Regions from separate parts of the Rattus norvegicus genome. Here region 2 is linked to region 1. A link is a contact called in public Hi-C data. All regions are on one chromosome and are shown on one strand. Each heading gives the region's core, a stretch centred on a gene start, on an enhancer-like site or on the middle of the called end of the contact. The rest is flanking DNA. Distances are from core to core; before and after follow the strand shown.

Region 1 (3,331 bases), core at 539-3,038:
GTGGGCTGAGGTGTGTAGAGCTGGCAGTCCCTCCTGCGGCCTCAGGATGTCTGCGCTCCTGGGTGGTCGGCTCTCTTCCCCGAAGGATTTGGGCTCAATGTAAGTTTTATAAAGGACAACATTTAATTGGGTCTGGCTTACAGGTTCAGAGGTTCAGTCCATTATTATCAAGGCGGGAGCATGGCAGGATCCAGGCAGGCATGGTGCAGGAGGAGCTGATAGTTCTACACGTTCATTGGAAAGAAGCCAGGAACAGTCTCAGCATCCTAGGAGGAGCTGGGAGGAGGGTCTCCAAGTCCACCCCACAGTGACACACTTCCTCTAACAAGGCCACACCTTCTAATAGTGCCACTCCCTGGGCCAAGCATATGCAAACCATCACAGTAGGGATAGGGGAGAGGGAAGGAGAGAGATCTCAGACTATCTTAGTCCATCTGAAATAAAATATTAAATAAAATGACCTGTGAGTTAAAGGCTTGCCCAATGTGTAAGATGTTTGCTACTTTAGAAAATCAGAGTTAGGTGCTTCTAATGCCCAGAACGCTGTATTTGTTATAATTGCTTTGACATATATCTGTTGCATGAATGGTAGAAATGTGAATGGCATCTCCTGACCAGAATCATTAGGCAAGGAGGCATCATTAAGAAAGAATGCTAGCCTCAGGGAGAACTATGAGAAAGAATGGCTGAAAGGCAGTGTGGAGAAACGAGGAAGACAAAGTGGCTATCCCATAATAGCCACACTTCCATTTATTGTGTCTGGGGGAAGAAGTAAGGTGTCCCCCCCCCCCCCCATTTTGCTTTATTTTAGGATCAAACTTCTGTGGTGGATTGAACTACTCTTAGAGAGATGGTCTAATGCCAGGTCTGCAAAGAGTTTAATTATTAATTAAAACCATAGGAGTTTTTGTTGTTGCTTTTGTTTGTTTGTTTGTTTTGATAGGGTCTCAGTATGTTACCCTGGCTGGCCTGGAACACATGGAAATCTGCCTGCCTCTGCCTCCTAAATACTGGGATGAAAGGCATGCAGTGTGAGGGGTAGGGAGAGTCCGTGCTAGGGTGAGTTGGTAAATCCTGATGGGGTATGTTAGTCAAACAGTGAGTTTTGCTTGTTGGTTATTTTGTCTTAGGAATGAGTCAGTGACTTAATGAGGGAATGGACCTTGGGGGCCAGCTTTAGAAATGTAACCTACAGTTTAGCAAGGGAGAAGGAAAAGGGGGGGGGGGGGAAGCGCAAAACCTGTCAGTGACCTTCATGCACCATCACAAATGGCTCAACGACAGTTTTTGATACCTAACCAATGTCTATAAAGGAATAGAAACTCCAAAAGAACATTAACTTTTTTTTTAGAATCGTAAAGACTTCAGTCAAAAAAGTGGAGTTATCAAAATAAAGTATTTCAAAATCTATATGTACGTGTACACACACACACACACACACACACACACACACACACACACACACACACACACACACTCACTCCTCTCTCTCTCTCTCTCTCTCTCTCTCTCTCTCTCTCTCGTAGGTTTTTTTGGGGGGAGTGCGTTCTTTTAAGGAAAGGAAGTGACTCCCTCACCTCAAATACACAAATTAGGTGTTTGCTTGGGCGGTTTACAATGGCAACCCCAATGTACCTCTGCTTCAGGGAAATAAGAGCATTTGGAAATAGAGATATTTAGAGATTCCACCAGAATCCTGAGGTGCCCTAGCAAGCTATAAGGAGCCTATGGACTACAATTCCCAGAAGGCCTTGTAACACAACTTGTGTCATATCTGTGCGCCTCTTGGTCCAGGCCGTGAAAGCATGGCAGCTGAGGAGGCCGAGGTGGTTTCACCTCTGATTGTGGACACAGCCCCAGACACTTCAGGAACAGCCGCGGCCTCACTAGCCGCAGCGGTGTCTGCTGCTGCGGCAGCGGCTAGGACTGGATCGCAAGCCCAGGTTTCCAAGGCCGCTCTGGCTGCTAAGCTCATGTCGCTCAGCGGCGTGTTCGCCGTGCACAAGCCCAAAGGGCCCACTTCAGCCGAGCTGCTGAACCGGCTGAAGGAGAAGCTGCTGGCAGGTACCCGCCCGGGTAGGGACCAGGCTAAGGCGTTCTCCGCCGCAGAGCTAGCACCCTGGGATTTTTTATCTTTATTCTTTCTTTTTAACTTCCTGACTTAATTTGCGTGCCCATGGCTCAAGAGAGATAAAGAGTGACCACCAAATTAACTCTGGATAGAAACCCAGGGCATCTGGGCCTTGGACTTTTACCCAAGTGTAGACTCTTTCAACAGTGGCCATTTGAACTTCTCACGGGAAGTATGTGTGGAGTTAGGGGCCAGTCTGCACACACAAGTTTCCACCCTGATGCTTGCAGCCCCGTTTTCTGTAGTTTGATCCCTCCCAGGATTTTTATTTGGCTCTTGCAAATGAGGAAACCCACCAGAGGAAACGCTGACTCTGCACCCCCAAGTTGCAAACTTTGAAAAACACGTAGGCTGAGTTAGCTAGGTCTAGAAAGGACACCACTTTCACCTTTTAGTGGGCACGGTAATTCATCTTCTATACAAATACAGGTTCCTAGTGCCCACACTTGCAGACGCTGAAATTCTGAAGATCTCAGATGTATTTTGGAAATTGCACTCTATTGCTCCTGATTCTGCTGTTTTTTGTTTTGTTTTTCTTTTTTTTTTTTTTAATGGAACATCTTTTGAGGAACATTAAAATAGAAGATGGCCATTTTTCTAACCATTCTTCCTGTTGATCATTTAAAACAATAGCATTAAAAGAACAAAACAAACCCTTTCATTTTGTTTTGCGTGTGAATGTGTATTTAGTGTATGTATTCCTGTGTGGGTATTTGTGTATTCATCTCTGTCTCTGTCTCTCTGTATATATTCCCATGTCTGTGTTGTGTGTATGTATTCCCATGTCTGTGTGTGTGTGTGTGTGTGTGTGTGTGAGAGAGAGAGAGAGAGAGAGAGAGAGAGAGAGAGAGAGAGAGGTGATGTCCATTTTTAGAGATGGCTTTCCATCTTGCACATTGAGCTAGAGTGCTTCCCTCACTTGAACCCAGATCTTGCCAATTAGGCCAAGTCTGCCTACTCAGCTTGCTCTAGCTGGCACCCATGGGGAATCAGGTAGGCTTCATTGTCACCCTCATGTTTATGTGGGTACTGGGTATCCAAACTCTGGTCCTCAGGATTGCTTGGTGAGCACTTTACCCTGTGAACAGTCCCTACAGAGCCTTTCTTTTACTGGATTCTCATGTTACCCTGTCCCTGTGCTATCCTACAGGGACACAGGACGAACAGTGGCTGTCTCTCCCCTTAACTCGGCTTGTAGTC
Region 2 (3,331 bases), core at 306-2,805, 160 kb after region 1:
AATATTATGACTGTGGTTACAACCAAAACTTTTCCGCTCCAGCCGTCAGAAATGTCTGGTGAGTTTCACATTCTTGTTCGTACCGCCTGCTCCTTGGTGGAGCTCCAATAATACTCGAGGCTGCTTGCCTGCAATTTGTGCGCCGCTTGCTCTCCAGGGTCAGCTAAAAGGCCTTTATAGAGAAAGCACAAAAGTAGAAGACACGTCTAAGTTTATGCCATTAGATCTTGGAAAGTCATCTCAAGGAAGAAAGAGAATGCCGCTGAAAACGGGAAAGAGCCCTTTCTGAAAATCACTTCTGCTTTTCTGAAGAAAAAAAAAAAAAGCCCCGGTGTCGCAATATTTTTCAAGACAAAATAGTGTCCCAGACGAAGGAGGAAACACAGACAAGAGAAAAGAAGAGTTGGTGGGGTTCGGAGGCAGCGTTGGGAGGGATGGCGCTCGGGGCAGTTCTTTGTTGGGTGTGCGGAGCTCCGATTCCACGATAAAGAGCTGTTCGTGGCTGAGGTCGTCCCACGGGAGCAGCTTCGCGCCCCTCGCAGCCCCTCACCCCACCCCGCCCTGTTCCTGCACCCTGCAACGTGGTCAGTTCGCGGTGCCTTTAAGACTTTGCTGGCTGCACATGCTCAGCTCTTTGTGTGTAGTTGGGAGTTTTTAAGAAAAAAAAAGAAGAAACGTGCAGGAGACCAGGGTAGCGCTGGGGCGGGCGCCTCACTTTCGCAGCCGCGGCCCGCGGAGTGCAAGGCTGCCTTTCCACCGAGGTCCCGTGACAGGAGTGGGTTTCTCCTCCGTGGGCTCCGCAGCGCGGGCCACACCTGGGGACGCACTCCCAGCGGTGCCCGCCGGCCGGGTGGGCGCGCGGGGGAGTCCCGGGTCCCCGTCAGGGACCGGGCGAGACCACCGCTCCCGGACCGAGGGGGAGCGTCCACGAACGCGTGGGCGCGCGAGGCTGCAGGGACGTCCGTCCGCAGCCTGGGCTGCAGCCGCCTCTACGACGACTGTGTCTGGCAGGCGGAGGGAAGCCGGCTGCTGCGGGGCCTCCGGCTGGCGGGAGGGCGGCGGGGCACTGACGGCTGCCCTCCCCTCCCCGCGTGCTTGTGTTGGACGCGCCCATCTCGGGGGCTCCCGCGCGGCCCCGCCCTCCCGGGCGAGCCTCGGCATTCGGCGCGGGCCGAGGGCGAGGCGGGGCCGAGCGGGTCCCCTCCCCCTCCCCGCCCGGTCCCCTCCCCCTCGGGTCCCCTCCGGAGCGCGGGGCGCCGCCGGCTCTCCGCTCGGCTCCCGGAGCTGCTGCGGCTGCAGGGTTCGGCTCGCCGAGGGCAAGGTCAGGGGAACGGGCGGCGATGCCGGAGCGTGGCTGGAGGCAGCAGACGGGAGGCCGCCGCGCCTGGCATCCGGCGCTCCGGACCGGACAGCGGGACGGGGGTCGGCGCCGCTGAGGAGCTTAGGAACGGCAGCGGTGGCGGCGGCGAGGTCCTCTGCGGCCGGGATCCCCGCTCAGCGGCATCCCCTTGTGCGCCCGCGAGCGCAGCCCCGCCGGGCCGGGACGCCGGGGAAGATGGAGCCGGGGGTCGGGGCCCGCTCCGGTGCCCCGCAGCCGGCCGCCCCGGTGCTGTGGAGGGCTCGGCCGGCGGGCGGCGGGGGCGCCTCCTCCTGGCTGCTGCTGGACGGGAACAGCTGGCTCCTGTGCTATGGCTTCCTCTACCTGGCGCTCTATGCTCAGGTGTCCCAGTCCAAGCCCTGCGAGAGGACTGGCTCCTGCTTCTCGGGTCGCTGTGTCAACTCCACCTGCCTGTGCGACCCGGGCTGGGTGGGGGACCAGTGCCAGCACTGCCAGGGCAGGTTCAAGTAAGTGCCACCGCGGGATCCCGAACCTCAGCCCTGCCCCGCCAGCGTCGCTCCCTGTCCCGCTCTGGCCTCGGGGTCCCGGTGTCCCGAGCTCAGAGCGCCCGGGAGGGGGCCCCGCGCTGCACCCTTCCAGCCTCGGGCTGCGCCCGGGAGCTCCAGCCGGCGCCCAACTCGGGCTGACTCGGTGCTTTCCGCACGTCCTCAGCGGCTTGTCATCCTCTGCGTAGAAAGAATGTTCTCACTCCAATTGGTGCCAAACTCCACCAATTAGGACAGTATCTGTTTCCTTCAGAAACGGTGGAAATAACTCATGAAAAATCCACGAACATTGTGAGAAGTCAGGGGTGTCAGGGTTTAAAGTTGTGGCCCAGCTCCTTCCCTCTCTAGTCACAGAGCACTCCTCAGTTTAGTAATCACCGAGCATGGAAAACACAGTTTTCGGTGGTCTGTACCTTGTTATAAGTTTCTAGGTCGGTCCTTGCATTCATTCCCCACACGTCTATAACTTACTGGAATTTTACGCCTTCTATTCAGAATCTACAGAGAGAAATCCAGGCAGCAAATTTAAGTTAACTCGATCAAGGTTACGCAGAAAATGCTGAGTCGTGATTCCAAACCAGCCAGCTTCACTCCGGAATATGCATTCAGAGGCGTTGAGTTTGTCAGGGCATTCTTGGCTTTGTGTGACTTTTGACAGGTGCACGGGGACAGCAGTTTGTGTTTTCGGAAACTGAAGGTGCTAAGGAGCTTGCATCTCTGGGGAAGAGACACTTCTCCCTATTGGCTGATGCTTAATAAATTTCTGTCCCTATAAAAAGAAGTGGGGTGGCCCTTGGGAAGGCAGAGAAGTGGGGTTCTGTGAGAAACTGCAGGAAAGCGGTCATTAAGAAAGCTTGTCCTAGATAGTTACCATGATGTTTCTGGCCGATTGTGGTTGTGAAAGAGTATTGTGTAGATGACTAGTGTTTGTTGTGGAGACGAAAGCAGAATCCAGGTAAGACATCTCTGGCTTTGAGGCAAAGGTAAGAATCTGGCTGACATTATTAATATAGTTCAGCGTAGTTTCCTTGGAGTTTTAATAGCAGCATATTTCTCTTTACTTTCTTTCCCACAATTTTACTGTTGCTGGCTAGAACAATGCCCCTTATTCAGTGCAAACATGTTTGTTTTAAAATGACCCTTTGAAGACTTAGGTAGATTTTATTCTTTAGTTGGTTTGGAGCAGTGAGTATTTCCAGAGTTCAAAGTTTCAGCTAATACGGAAGTTTTACAGATGCATTTAAAGTAATTTAAGAGAGGTACCAATTAAAAGTTGAGAAAAAAATGTTTTACAGCGAGAAAGAGGGATCTGATTAAATTATGCCTCATGAGTGGCATTATCTCCTCTGGCTGTGCTAGTGTGTGTCTGCCCTTTTACCTATTAAGAGACTATCTATCTATCTATCTATCTATCTATCTATCTATCTATCTATCTGCTGGGAGTAAC

Evidence for each region. Hi-C and Micro-C count contacts between places; a contact is called where the count stands out from the background.
Region 2: a contact with region 1 is called in a Hi-C map of kidney, with 4 times the contacts expected there. The contact joins the promoter of Atrnl1 here to the promoter of Trub1 in region 1. A contact is called at or near these places in 2 of 12 Hi-C or Micro-C datasets (kidney and mammary epithelial cells).

What each region holds. Positions count from the first base shown.
Region 1 is chr1:266,518,859-266,522,189 of GRCr8, forward strand. It overlaps Trub1 (TruB pseudouridine synthase family member 1), which reads left to right and starts at 1,789. Exons shown (of 8, transcript NM_001012173.1): 1 at 1,789-2,064. The coding sequence starts at 1,806.
Region 2 is chr1:266,674,496-266,677,826 of GRCr8, forward strand. It overlaps Atrnl1 (attractin like 1), which reads left to right and starts at 1,556. Exons shown (of 28, transcript XM_039095274.2): 1 at 1,556-1,845. The coding sequence starts at 1,556.